Regions from separate parts of the Capsicum annuum genome. Here region 1 is linked to region 2. Evidence: chromatin contacts called from public Hi-C data. All regions are on one chromosome and are shown on one strand. The core of a region is the stretch at or near the end of the contact, and the rest is flanking DNA. Distances in the headings are between cores, read along the strand shown. Region 1 has its middle 25 kb from the start of LOC107845974. Region 2 holds the start of LOC107845976.

What was found. A called contact is a pair of places that touch in the nucleus more often than the background predicts.
Region 1: a Hi-C map of placenta shows a contact between it and region 2, with 4 times the contacts expected there. The contact joins the enhancer-like site here to the promoter of LOC107845976 in region 2. A contact is called at or near these places in 2 of 5 Hi-C or Micro-C datasets (leaf and placenta).

Annotation. Positions count from the first base shown.
Region 1 is chr10:165,644,450-165,650,613 of UCD10Xv1.1, forward strand. No RefSeq gene overlaps it. Among protein-coding and RNA genes, the nearest start is that of LOC107845974, 25 kb to the right of the region's middle. Within about 2 kb of position 1,607, at least 5 of the 5 cell types and tissues checked have an H3K27ac peak or open chromatin away from gene starts, as enhancers often do. A contact at or near this core is called in leaf, where this site is marked.
Region 2 is chr10:164,653,622-164,660,680 of UCD10Xv1.1, forward strand. LOC107845976 reads left to right here and starts at 5,586. Exons shown (of 4, transcript XM_016690503.2): 1 at 5,586-5,727; 2 at 5,837-5,927. The coding sequence starts at 5,859.

The sequences.
Region 1 (6,164 bases), core at 357-2,856, 990 kb after region 2:
TATCTGTATATGTGTAAAAAGATTTGAGTAAGAATTTTTTAAAATCAAAATGTCTTAAATAGAACGGAGAGTGAAATAATGACATTTACTTCTTTTTCTTGCATTTTGAAAAATGATAGAATTACAAATTTTTTTGAAATAGTGCAAGTTTTATGAATGAATATCTCATTTTTGGTTTTTTAAATTTTTTTGGTTATTTGTTATTTTGTCTTCTTAAAATGAAGATCCATTATAAAAATATTAATTACGCATGTTAGAAACAAAATTATGTGTTGAACATAACAAGTTTTTAAGTGGTATTTTTTCATTTTTATTTGATATTTTAAAAGTTATATTTCTCTCTTTTTTTTCTTTTATTATATAGGAGTATCTTATTTTGCAAATCTAATTCAATAAAGAAGAAGCGGAAAAGAAGGATGTTATAAAAATTTTGTAAGAATATTAAATTAAACCATGTGAAATTTTTCTATTTATTATTTATAAAATAAATATTGTATCATAAGATTACAAAATTATTATAATAATATGTAGAAAAACTATAAGTTATTTTGGATTTTCAATTTAGTTCTTTTATGAGATATAACAATTATTTTAATATTAAAAATATAATTATGATAATATCATTTCGTCGGTAAGATACATATTATGTTTTGACAAATAGCACAATAAGGTATAAAAGTCAATAGTTAAGCGACAAGAGAACTTAAAAAAAAAATAACGTTGAAAATATTATGATATCGAGGAACAATTAATAACATTATGGTTGAAAATGGTTATTATGGTTGAAAATGTAAACAAATGAATATTTTTATTATAAGAATATAGCAATACATATTTAATTATATTAATAATATGTAAGAAAACTAAGTTATTTTGGATTTTAAATTCAGTTCTGTTATGAGATATAACATTTATCTTAATATTGAATGTTTAATTATAATAATATCACTTTGTTGATAAAGTACATATTATTTTTTGGCAAATAGCACAACAAGGTACAAAAATCAATAGTTAAGTGACAAGAGGACAAAAAGAAAAAAAAGCAAACAACCTTGAAAATATTATGATATCTAGGAACAACTAATAACATTCCGGTTGAAAGTGTAAACAAATGAATTTTTTTATTATAAAAATATAACAATCCATATTTGATTATATTTCTTTAACAACCGTGCGAAGCATGGATATATTCACTAGTTCCAAATGCCACAACCTAGCAACATAGAGAAAAAGAAAGTATAACTTTTCAAGTTCACAAGTTATATAAACAATCATTTCCTATTGAAGTGTGCATCAACTACCAAACTAACCCTCTAATTTAATACGTACCCTTCATAATATCCTATCTAAGAGTGTGTCGTAGTTGTGTTATGTTATTAGTAAAAAGGAAAAAAAAACTCTAGTGTTGTAACAACGAGTATCCCATGCGATCTTAGCATGTAATATTGAGGAAATTCATCATTTCGAATACCATAACCTAGCAACATAGAGAAAAAAGAAGTGTACTTTTCAAGTTCACCAGTAATGCAAATAATCATTTTCTACTGAAGTGCATATTTTAATATTAAGGCAAAACACATTGATAACCCCCTAGTATTCTCATGTGTCATTTTCACACATTTTGCTCACATGTTAAAGTGAGTGTATCAGATTCATTTGAGGAGGTGGGAAGCTTATTTAGTTAATTTTGTTTTATTTTTCTCTTTTTCTTCCACATTTTTTCTTGCCATTATTTTTCAAGATTAAAACTCAAACATGTTCATCAATGATCCAAATTGAAAGAAAATGGATTTCTTTGATCGAAATTCATCTGCATTTTATTTTTAGCTCACAAAGAAAAGAGTAATTTATTCAAAAATAGGATCATACCCAATTCATACTCAAAAATTGAATCATCTGAAAAATCTAATTTAAAAAAAAATTAGAGGAATTATACTCACAAATTGAATCACACCCAAATGGGTTTCCTTAAAAGAAATTAATCTACTATTACAAAATTGTCAAAGAAAAAACACAATCTTTTATTCGAAAACTTACAATTTTTCCATCCTTCTTCATACCAAATTTTGCTTTTAAAAAGAAACCTCTCTGCTAGTATTTTTCAAGCTTCTTCATGTGTTTTGGGTAAAAATTATTGAAGAAAGGTGGACTAATATCTATAATTCTTCAGCTTTTTAGTTGTTGTTGTTTTTTTTTTTAATTTTAAGTTTTGAGTTATTATTAGAAGTGATTTGAAAAGAAAAACTTTGAATAAGTCGTTTGGGGTATTATGGAGAAGACAGCGCCGGGCTGTGGCGGGGGTGGCTTCAGCAAATAATAAAGTTTTGAGGTGTGTTGTAGAAGACAGTTGGATGGGGGGGTGAAAATGTTATTTTTTAAGTAACCTTGAAATTAATTATGTGGAAAAAATGACAGGTGTTATCTATTCAGTAGTGGGGTTTTAAAAAATATGTATTTTTATTTATTATTTTTTTTGCTGAAAATTAGTTTCCTGTTTATTTTTCTTTTAATTTATTTTAAAATTATTATGTTACACTCAAATGTAACATGTCCTTTTTTAATTAGTCATTATGACATGTCATTCGCGAGTATATTATATTTTCTCTGTAATTTTAGTTGATTGCGGAAAAGGCATCAAAATGACACAACTTAACACTAATTAAGGTGTTTAAAATAAACAATGACTAGTTGAGATTTCAAAATAAAAGTTCATGTCAAATTTAGGAGATTGTCAATGCGTTTGACCTAATATTAACAAAGAATTGCAAGTTAAATAGTAAGTTATTTCATTTTAGAAACCGAATCGATTTTCATTTGCATGTCATCACGTAAATTAACTTTTGAGATTCATAAAATTTTAAGCTCAAGATGCGACTCTTATTATAAATTAATATACTAGTAGTTTATTTTCATCTAAATCACGGCTTATTATAAATTAAAGAGTAAATTATCAGAAACATACCTACATCATTTTTTATTTGAATTTTATACTCAACCTATCACTCATTATTTGAGGAACACACCTCAAGTAATATATGATGATGTCCATAATTTACTCTCTCTTTTATTTAAAAAGCCTCGCCACATGACACTCGAAATGGACAAATAGATTCCACCTCAGAAAAAATTAATAAAATGATAACTTCTAATTCAAATAATTAATCTCATATCAGGTGCTTACCATTTAAACTTTTTTTTTTTTTTAATATTTCAGTTTTAAAATTTTTCATTTTTGCTATAAAGAACAGCCAAAATCAATTTTTTGAGAAATTTGCCAATGTGCCAATCTCTCGAAGCTAATCTCTTTCAAGAACCTGAAAACAAACTCACAACATTTTCAAGGTGTTTTTTTTTTCCTTTTTACTTTTTTGCGAGGAGATTTTCATTTTTATCATTTAATATTCAATTGGAGTTATTGGTGCGCGACAGAGATACACATATAAGAATAAGACATAGGTCTAATTCTATAGAAGATTAATTGCTTTATAAATGTTATGAAATATAAGTAAGAACAAGAATAATAGGGAGAGGATAGAGAATAACTCTTATTTCTCTGAAGGATTTCTTGAGGGGTTTATTACAATGAAGAAAGATTCCTTTATTTATAGGGAAATACTAACCTTGTCCCAAAAGTTAGGGAATCGAACTTTTTCATAAATACACATTCACTATATATGCTAATACATTTTTAACACTTTCCCTTGAGTATCTAACTGATAGATAATGTGTCTCGTTAAAACCTTATTAGAAAAAATTTCATGAAAAAAAAATCTATTGAAGGAAAAGAGTACATGTTTTTAACAATACGCATATAGACTGCCTCATTAAAAACCTTACAAGAAAAATTCAGTGGAATAAAACTTCGTAAGGAAAAAAGAGTGCATCGCATATCAACTCCCCTAATGAGAACATCGTTGAACCTTTGCATCCTGACTTATGTACCATCTTCTTGAAAGTTGCAGTTAGAAGAGACTTCCTGAATAAATCAGTCACATTGTTACTTGCACCTTAATATCACCATTATTTTGGAGTTCATGTGTACAAAAAATTTTTGACGAAATGTGCTTCACTCTATCTTCTTTTATGAATCCTCCCTTAAGTTATACTATGCATGTTGTATTATCTTCATATAAAGTCGTGGGTACTTTGTCACATTTAAAATTATATTTTTCTCGAATGAGATGTATCACGGATAGCAATCACAGACTCTAGGCTTGCTTCATGAATAACTATTATCTTAACATGATTTGATGGAGTGATTATGATAGACTACTTTGTAGATCTCCAAGATATGGCAGTACCCCACATATAAACACATATCATGCTTGAGACCGACCTTTATGCGGGTCAGACAAATATCCAACATCAACATAACCGACAAGATCGGGACTGCAATCTTTAGAATAAAATAAGCTCATATGTTTAATCCCATTTTGATGTTTCCTAATAGGAGCAGAACTATATTTTGCTAGCAACTAATCGAAAAGGAAACATCGAGCCTTGTAGTATTACTAGGAGACAAAACTATATCTTGCTAGTAAATCAACCAAAAAGGCTATGAAGGATTTTTTTGTATCAATGTGAAATGCCATATGGCAAGATTTTTTTAAATCAAAGAGAGTGTGTAGTACACACGCCATCAAGAGAGTGTAGTAAAAAAAATTGTGCGTCTCAAACTAATGAAGGATAATTTAGGTACGAAATTTACACTGCCAGTAGTTTAAGTATGAAACTCAAAAAAAAATAAAAAAATAACATTAGGTGTGTTTTTCATACTTCACTATAAACTTTATTTTCATCTGAATCACTCAGAGATGGGTTGAAATGAATCAACCCGATTTTTACTGATTTTTATTGACAACGACAGAACAATCAACTTTTATTGACTTTCAACATATAAACCACACTACGTTCTAAAAGGTACAGAACTGTATTTTTAAAATAGGTACAATTATATTCGAGAGTTTTGTTAAAATTCATATAGAAATTGAACGATTAAGATTACCATTGGAGAAGTTGGTTGACCTAAGAAGGAAGAAGAAGAAGAAACAAATATTATTTCATCAAAAACAGTTCATCCCAAAATACACTGGAACAGTGCTTATATAGAGCACTGTTTTTTTCTAACTAAATCTTAACAAATCTGCTCTACCTAATCTGACTTATGTTAATTACATATTTGCCCTTATACATCAAGTTATCCCTATCTCATTACTCCCCCCTCAAGCTAGAAGGTGCAAAAACATTCAGCACTCCTAGTTTGCCAACCAAACTTCCGCGTTGTGATCTGGACGATCCCTTAGGCAATATATTTGTCAATTGATCCTTAGAGCTTACATGTTCAGTCCTTATCATCCCATTTTGTATCTTTTGTCTGAAGAAATGAAAGTCAAATCTCTATAGGTTTTGTTCTTTCATGAAACACTATAGGTTACTCTGTTATCACTTAATACTACTACTGGTTCTGCCGTCTCACTCCCCAGTTCCTTTAATAAAGTTTTGATCCATATTACTTCTGAAATTGCACAAGCCATGCTCCTATACTCAAATTCTGCTGAACTCCTGGATACTAAACTTCGCTTCTTGGACTTCCATGATAATAAAGTATTACCATGTTTGATTAAGAATCCTAAAATTGACCTTTTAGTGTTTGGACATGATTCTCAATCTGCATCACAGAACACACACAATTGATTTGATATTTCTTCTAGTGATAAGTATTCCAAGCCCTGGTGCCCTTTTTAGATATCTCATCACTCTAATTGTTGTTTCCCAGTGTGATCTTTTAGGTTGCTGCAAGAATTAACTTAGGTTGCTGCAAGAATTAACTTAGTGTTTGGACCGAGTATGAAATGTCTGATCTGGTTTATGTCAATACAGCATCCTTCCTATCAGTCTTTGATATTGTTCTTTGTTCGCAGGAGCTTCATCATCAGTCTAATTTGTCAAGTTGTCTAATTCTTGTGTTGTAAGTTTGAGATTTATTTCAAGTGGAGTCCATACTGGTTTAGCATTTCCAAGTCCAAGTCTGACAAGATCTCTAATGCATATTTTTTTTTATTGACTAAAATTCCCCTTGCTGATCTAATGAACTCCATTTCAAGGAAACGTTTTAGTTCACCGATATCCTTGGTTTTGAGAACTGTTGCAATGACGACTCAGTA
Region 2 (7,059 bases), core at 4,336-6,835:
CAAGTTCACTTCCTTACAAACGGGTTTTCCCATTCTTTTCCTTTCATTATTGCCATGAGTTTTGAATAAATTGGTACAATCCATCTGTCTCATTTTCAGACTATTTGACACTACATATTATTATAAGTCAAATTTCTTTTCTAATATATTTGCATGATTTATTTTACTTGATAAACAAGTAAAATGTAATTACAATATTTAAGCCAAACTTTCGCATATATAAAAAAATACTACAAAAACATTAAATACAAAAACTAGAATGGAAAAGAAATTTTAATTAAGAAAGATTTGCTGCTAATGTTTTTTCACTTGATTAATCTAAAATCCAAAACACAATAGTCGACTTTCATTTATAGTCTAAGATGATACAGTAGCCTTATTCCATTTTTAACCTCCTATTTTTAATTAAACACCATTACTAGTACATTAATTAAATTAACAGTGATATAAATACACAAAATAGTATTAAAAAATAAGTCAAATTAATAATACTCATAAATGATCCAACTAAATTAAAAAGATAAAGGATATTCATCGGTCCTATTTTTTTTATCAATAATCATCTTAATCAACTCCCAAATTTCGAAATGAATAAATAAAATACACAACTCACAATAGCATCGTGTAAATAGTTAACTCTACGTACTACATGATACATGAAAACGCTCACATAATTTTATTCATACCTTAATTCACAATAAAATTAATTAAAAAAATCCAAATAGGAGCCTACGTAATAATTCGACGAAAACTTGAACTAAGAACGTAACACTCAAACTCTATACCACAATCTTCAAAAATGCTTCTAGTTTGTTGTGTATATAATTTTTTTTTGTTTTTTAAAAGAAGATATTATTTTTTTTCTCCACTTTTTTTTTTATATTTGTGTCTGTGTTTCTTGCTTTTTAGTTTTTTCTACTTCTGTTTTTGCTCTCAGTTTTCTAACCTTCCTCTCTTATTTTTTTAAATCTTTCTCTGTTCCGCGTTCTCTGTATGATAATTTTATAGGAATGTTTAGTGTAATAAACATGTGCATGTGTGTGCATTTTTTTTTAAATTTTTGCATGCATGGAGATTCCTGTACACATCCATGAAAGATAAGAATACATACACATCTGGCAAAAAAATATCAACTTGACAAAAAAAAACATGCATGCATGCATATAAATTTTCAAACCACTACATAATACATGAAATCATATAAACAACGTTATTCATGCTTTGATCCTCAATAAAACTTACAAAAGTAATTGCTTTGATCCTCAATAAAACTTACAAAAGTAATGATATTGGGTTAGATAAGAACCTGTATGATGAAATAAATCGAGTATAGAAGCAAGAATACTATTATCGGAAACTCAACGAAAACCCCAAATTTTTTTCTTTTTGTGTTGTGTGGGTTTCTCCTTCTTACTTTGTTTCACTTTCTCTCTTTCACTCTTTTTGTTCTTCTTATTTTCTTATCTTAGTTTTCTCAATTCTTTTCTCATTTTTGTTTCTAACCCTATGTTTTCTTCTCTCTCCGTTTTCTTCTTTTTCCCTTTTTCAATCTTACATCTGTTCCCCTTATTCTGCGTGTGTGTTGTTATATAATGTGGTGAGTGTTGGAAAGTTGAGGGAGTTTTCTAAGATAGGGATGTGAGAGAGGTTGAGGGGATGTGAAAATGGGCAGTTTATTAGGATAAGATCCTTTTTTTATTATTTTTTGATAAAATTTAGTAATGATAAAAATATTGTCTAATTGATTTCTATACTAAGAAAATATAATAAAAGTTTCAAACTAGTCTAAAATAAAATATATTTAAGAGAATAATAAAATTACTAGCTTATTTTATTAAAAATTTTTGCTCCTTAGGAAGAGTGATAGAGCACTATGTAAAAACTGTAAAGTCATACCTAGCGAGAATGTTTTGACTAAATATAGGTTGTTGGTGATGGACTTGGTAATCAATAAGGGCAGAAAGAAGAGGAGTGTGAAGGCTCGGCCCAAGATTAAGTCGGGTAGTTTGACGTTGGCTAGTGCTATGGAGATGGGTGAGAAGTTGAAGAGTATGGGGGCTTGGGAGAGTTGAGGAGATGTAGATAGTATGTGTGAGACGACTGCCAGTTGCATTAGGGAGACCGCTAGATAGGTGTTGGGTATCTCGAGAGGTCGATCTGGCAAGCATCGAAGGGACTAGTGGTGGAACGAAGAGGTTAAGAGAAAGGTGGGGTCTAAGAATGTGGCTTATGCTAAGTTGGTTGAGAGCAAGGCAGACGAATAAGAAAGAGTATAAGGTAGCTAGAAGAGAATCGAAGTTAGCGGTTACGACGGCTAAGACAACAACTTTTGAGAGTTTGTATGCGGCTTTAGAGGAGAAAGACGGGGATAAAAAGTTGTATAGCTTTCCAAAGCTAGGGAGCGAAGGGCTCGTGACCTTGACCAAGTAAAGTGCATCAAGGGAGAGGATGGTATAGTGTTGGTTGAGGATGCCCTCATTAGGAAGAAGTGGCAATCCTATTTTCATTAACTTTTGAATGATGAGAGGGACAACAGTTTCATATTGGAGGACTTGGAGAAATCTAAAGAGTGTCGCAATTATGGTTATTGTAGGTGTATCAAGTTTGAGGAGGTCAAGGGGGCTATTCTCAGGATGTATCAGGGTAGGACGATGGGGCCAAGCGAGATTCTAGCGGATTTTTGGAAGAGCACTGGCAGGGCAGGTTTAGATTGGATGACAAGGTTATTTAATATCATTTTTAGGGCGGCGAAGATGCCTGAAGCATGGAGGTGAAGTACGATGATTCCATTATATAAGAACAAGATAAATATTCAGAGTTGCAACAACTATAAAGGTATTAAGTTACTGAGTCATACTATGAAGGTTTGGGAAAGGGTGGTATAGTTGAGGCTAAGAAGGATTGTGACTTGCTCTGAGAATCAGTTCGGTTTCATACTAGGTCGTTCGACTACTGTGGCCATTCACCTTGTGAGGAGATTAGTGGAACAGTTTCGGGAGAGAGGAAAAAACTTGCACATGGTGTTTATGGATCTTGAGAAGGCATATGACGAGTTTCTAAAGAGATTCTGTGAAGGTGCTTGGAGGCTAGAGGGGTGCCCGTGGCATACACTAGGTAGATTCAGGACATGTATGATGGTGCGAAGACTCGGGTGAGGACTGTAGGTGGTGATTTGGAGAACTTTCTGATTTTGATAGGGTTGCACCAGGGATCAACTCTTAGCCCCTTTTTATTTGCCTTGGTGATAGATGTTTTGACGCGACATATTCAAAAGAAAATGCCTTGGTGTATGTTACTTGCTGATGAAGTGGTACTGATTGATGAGGCTAAGGGAGAAGTTAATTATAAGTTGGAGATTTGGAGACAGACCCTTGAGTCTAAAGGATTTCGATTGAACAGGACCAAGACGGAGTACTTGAAGTGTAAGTTTAGTGATTTGTCGTAGGAGGCTAACGTGGTGATGAAGCTTGACTCTCAGGCCATTAAGAAGAGGGAGAATTTCAAGTATCTAGGGTTTATGATTTAGGGTAATAGTGAGATTGATGACGATGTCACGCATTGTATTGGGGAAGGATGGTTGAATTGGATGCTCATTTCAGAAGTTTTATGTGATAAAAAAGTGCCCCCGAAGCTTAAAAGTAAGTTATATAGAGTGACAGTCCAATCGACTATGTTGTATGAAGTGAAGTGTTGGCCAGTTAAGAACTCCCACATTCAAAAGTTGAAGGTGGCATAGATGAGGATGTTGAGATGGATGTGTGGCCATACCAGGAAAGATAGGGTGAAGAATGAGATTAATCGGGAGAAGGAGGGAGTGGCTTCTGCGGAGGATAAAATGCGAGAAGTGAGGTTACGTTGGTTCGACCACGTGATGAGGAGGGGATTTGATTCTCTATTGCGGAGGTGTGAGACACTGCTATGAATGATTTTAGGCGGGGTAGAGGTAGGCTGAAGAAATATTGAAGAAAGGTGATTAAGCATGATATGCAGTGGTGGATCTACCCTTTGCCAAGGGGGTTCATCCGAACCCCCTTCAGCAAAAAATTATGCTATATATGTATGGTAAAAAAATTTTTATGTACATATATTAGATGTTGAACCCCCTTCGATTAGTTCGTATGTTCACTTATGAACCCCCTTCGTGAATATCCTGGCTCCGCCACTGATGATATAGAGCAGTTACAGCTTACAGAGGATATGGCCTTTGATAGGAAGGTATGGAGGATGCGGATTAGGGTAGAGAGTTAGAGGGTGAGAGTACGTCGGTAACAACAGGGGAGTGTTCTTTATTTGTGTCTGAAGTTTCTTGTTCATGGTGTTGAGTGATGTCTTTGGTTTCGAATAGATAATTTTTAGTATTATCTTGTGGCTAGCGGTGTTAGTTTATTTTGTATACTGTACTAGTTTATATGCATTTATGTTTTGTGTTTGTTATACTGTTACTGGTCCTAAGTCGAGGGTCTATCGAAAATAACCTCTCTACTTCACCTGAGGTAGTGATATGGTTTACGTACACTCTACCCTCCTCAAACCCTACTATGTAGGAATACACTGGGTATATTGTTGTTATTGTTGATTTTATTAAAAATTTAAACCAAAATAAAATATATTTTTTGAGAATATTTTTATTATTTAAAAATAAAAATAAAACATTTCCTAAAATTCAACTCTTATCTTTAAAAGAAAATCTTTTTCACAATTTTCAAAGAAACCTACTAAAAATGAAATAAGAGTTAAAATCTTTAACTTAAAGATAATATTTTGACATAAATAAATACTTAATATCAAAAATAGATTAAAGCTTGGAGAAGATAAAAAATCACGTGTTTATAAATATTAGATTTAAGTAAAAAAAAAATTAAAATCGAACACTTTGAGAAACGCTATGTAATTTCCTCTGAAATTATTCAGGAGAAGGTGGGAGTGGTGTCGGTAGAGGATAAAATGTGGAAAGTGAGGTTGAGATGGTTTGGCCGTGTGATGAGGAGGGCCGCAGATGCCCCGGTTCGTAGGTGTGAGAGGTTGGCCTTGGATGGTTTCAAGTGGGGTAGGAGTAGACCTAAGAAATACTGGAGGGAAGTGATTAGATGTGACATAGAGCAGTTATAGTTGACTGAGGACATGACCCTGAATAGAAAGGAATGGAGGAAAAACATTAGGATAGAGGGTTAAGGTGGGTGAATGAGTCGTGGTAAGTAGGTAGGAGGGCTTGGATGTCTTTTGTTTGGCAGTGTTGCATATTTTTGTGGATGTCGTATCTATATTTTTTATCGTGTTCCATGCTTTTGATGTTTTTATATACTGTCCTTTGTCTTGAGCCGGGGTTTATCGAAAACAGCCTCTCTACTTCGTTAGAGGTAGTGGTATGATCTGCGTATACTCTATCCTCTCCAGACCCCATGTGAGAATCTACTGGATTTGTTGTTGTTGTTGTTGTTCGGTTTGTTTAGTTAGGTAATTTTACTGAATTATGAGCCCATTTAAAAGAGTCCAAACTACACTAAAGTTTGAACTTCTTTTTGTAAGCCCAACTACTATCCATTTTGTTTGTTTGTCGTGTTGCATTTTGGTGACCTTCCTGAACTTCTTTTTGTAAGCCCAACTACTATCCATTTTGTTTGTTTGTCGTGTTGCATTTTGGTGACCTTCCTGGAGATAATACAAAGTCAAATCACTTACATGTAATAAGATAGAGCTCCCTGTCCTCTTCCACCAAAAATTTGACAGGTAATTTAATTTAAATTTCCACTAAATTCTTCTCCTTGTTATTATTCTCTCTCTATATATTATTGCTATTGTAACTGATGATTCATTGTCTTTGTTGGACCATATACAGAGTTGAACAGTTTATGAGTTGAATGGAAGTGGCTTCGAATTTCCAAACTTTGTCTTTTGGACCAAGAATCAGTCGACCCTACGCGAATTTCGTGAGTTTTTATGTTGTCGTAATAAATTTGTCATCTGATCCGGATAACCTCGATTTTTGAGTTGTTTGGGGTTGTTTATAAGGGTTTTTGTAGTGTTTGAGGAAAAATGCTAGGGTGTTATTTTGAGAAGCTGTGTTATTTTGAAGTTTTAGGTTCCTTTCTTCGTAACACTGTTTAGGAATACTTTATGTGATTATCTTTTGCAAGATAATGGGTAATATACTCAGTTTATTGTCAAAAAAGAAATGATTTTTTTTAATAATTGTGGTGTCCAGGCCAGGCCCACTTTCGTGTACCTCGACTAATTCCTGGGATATCTACAACCTCTCACCAGCAACAAGTACCTTATTAACTCTGTCCACCAAGGCTAACCAGGCTAAGGCAGATGAAAAGAAATCAGCTAGTTTTTTGCCTCTGCTGGGACTTCAACCTAAGACCTCATAGTTCTCACCCACTTCATTGAGCACTAGGCCACACCCTTAGGTGCAAAAAGAAATGCTTTTTTTCTCTCACTGATTTTAATGATTGTTCAGGTCTTTGAGGGATCTTGCTTTGCTTTTTATCCATGGAGTTAGTTGTTTATACCCAAACTTATCTCTCATCTGGAAATAATATTTCTCTATTCTATGAAATAAATTTTCCAAAAGTATTCACTTTGGATCTTCCACGTATTCAGCTCGTCTCTCAGGCTCATGGCACAACTCCTATTTGCACTAACATTGTTGATAAAACCTTGATAATGAAAAGGCAAACTTTGGCACCTAAGGATGTGGCCTAGTGGTCACCAAAATGGGTGAGAACCATGACAAAAAACACTGGGTGATGTCTTCCCATTTATCATAGCCTTGGTGGATAGTGATACCTGGTACTTTTCATGGAATTAGTTGAGGTGCACACAAGTTGGACCAGACACCACAGTTATCCAAAAAAAAAAAAAAAGAAAGGGAAACTTTGTGGCAATTGCAGAAAGCCTGTTAAGTGTTAATTTCCCAAATTTATCATTGACCTTTTGATTGATCAAGTTCTTTTTTCGATCAATTGAATGTTTGATTGGTTAACACAGCTTTCATCCAAACAACAAAGGAGATGCTTTCAAATTAGTTCTCATTTCTGTCAGATTTCTGTTCCGTTT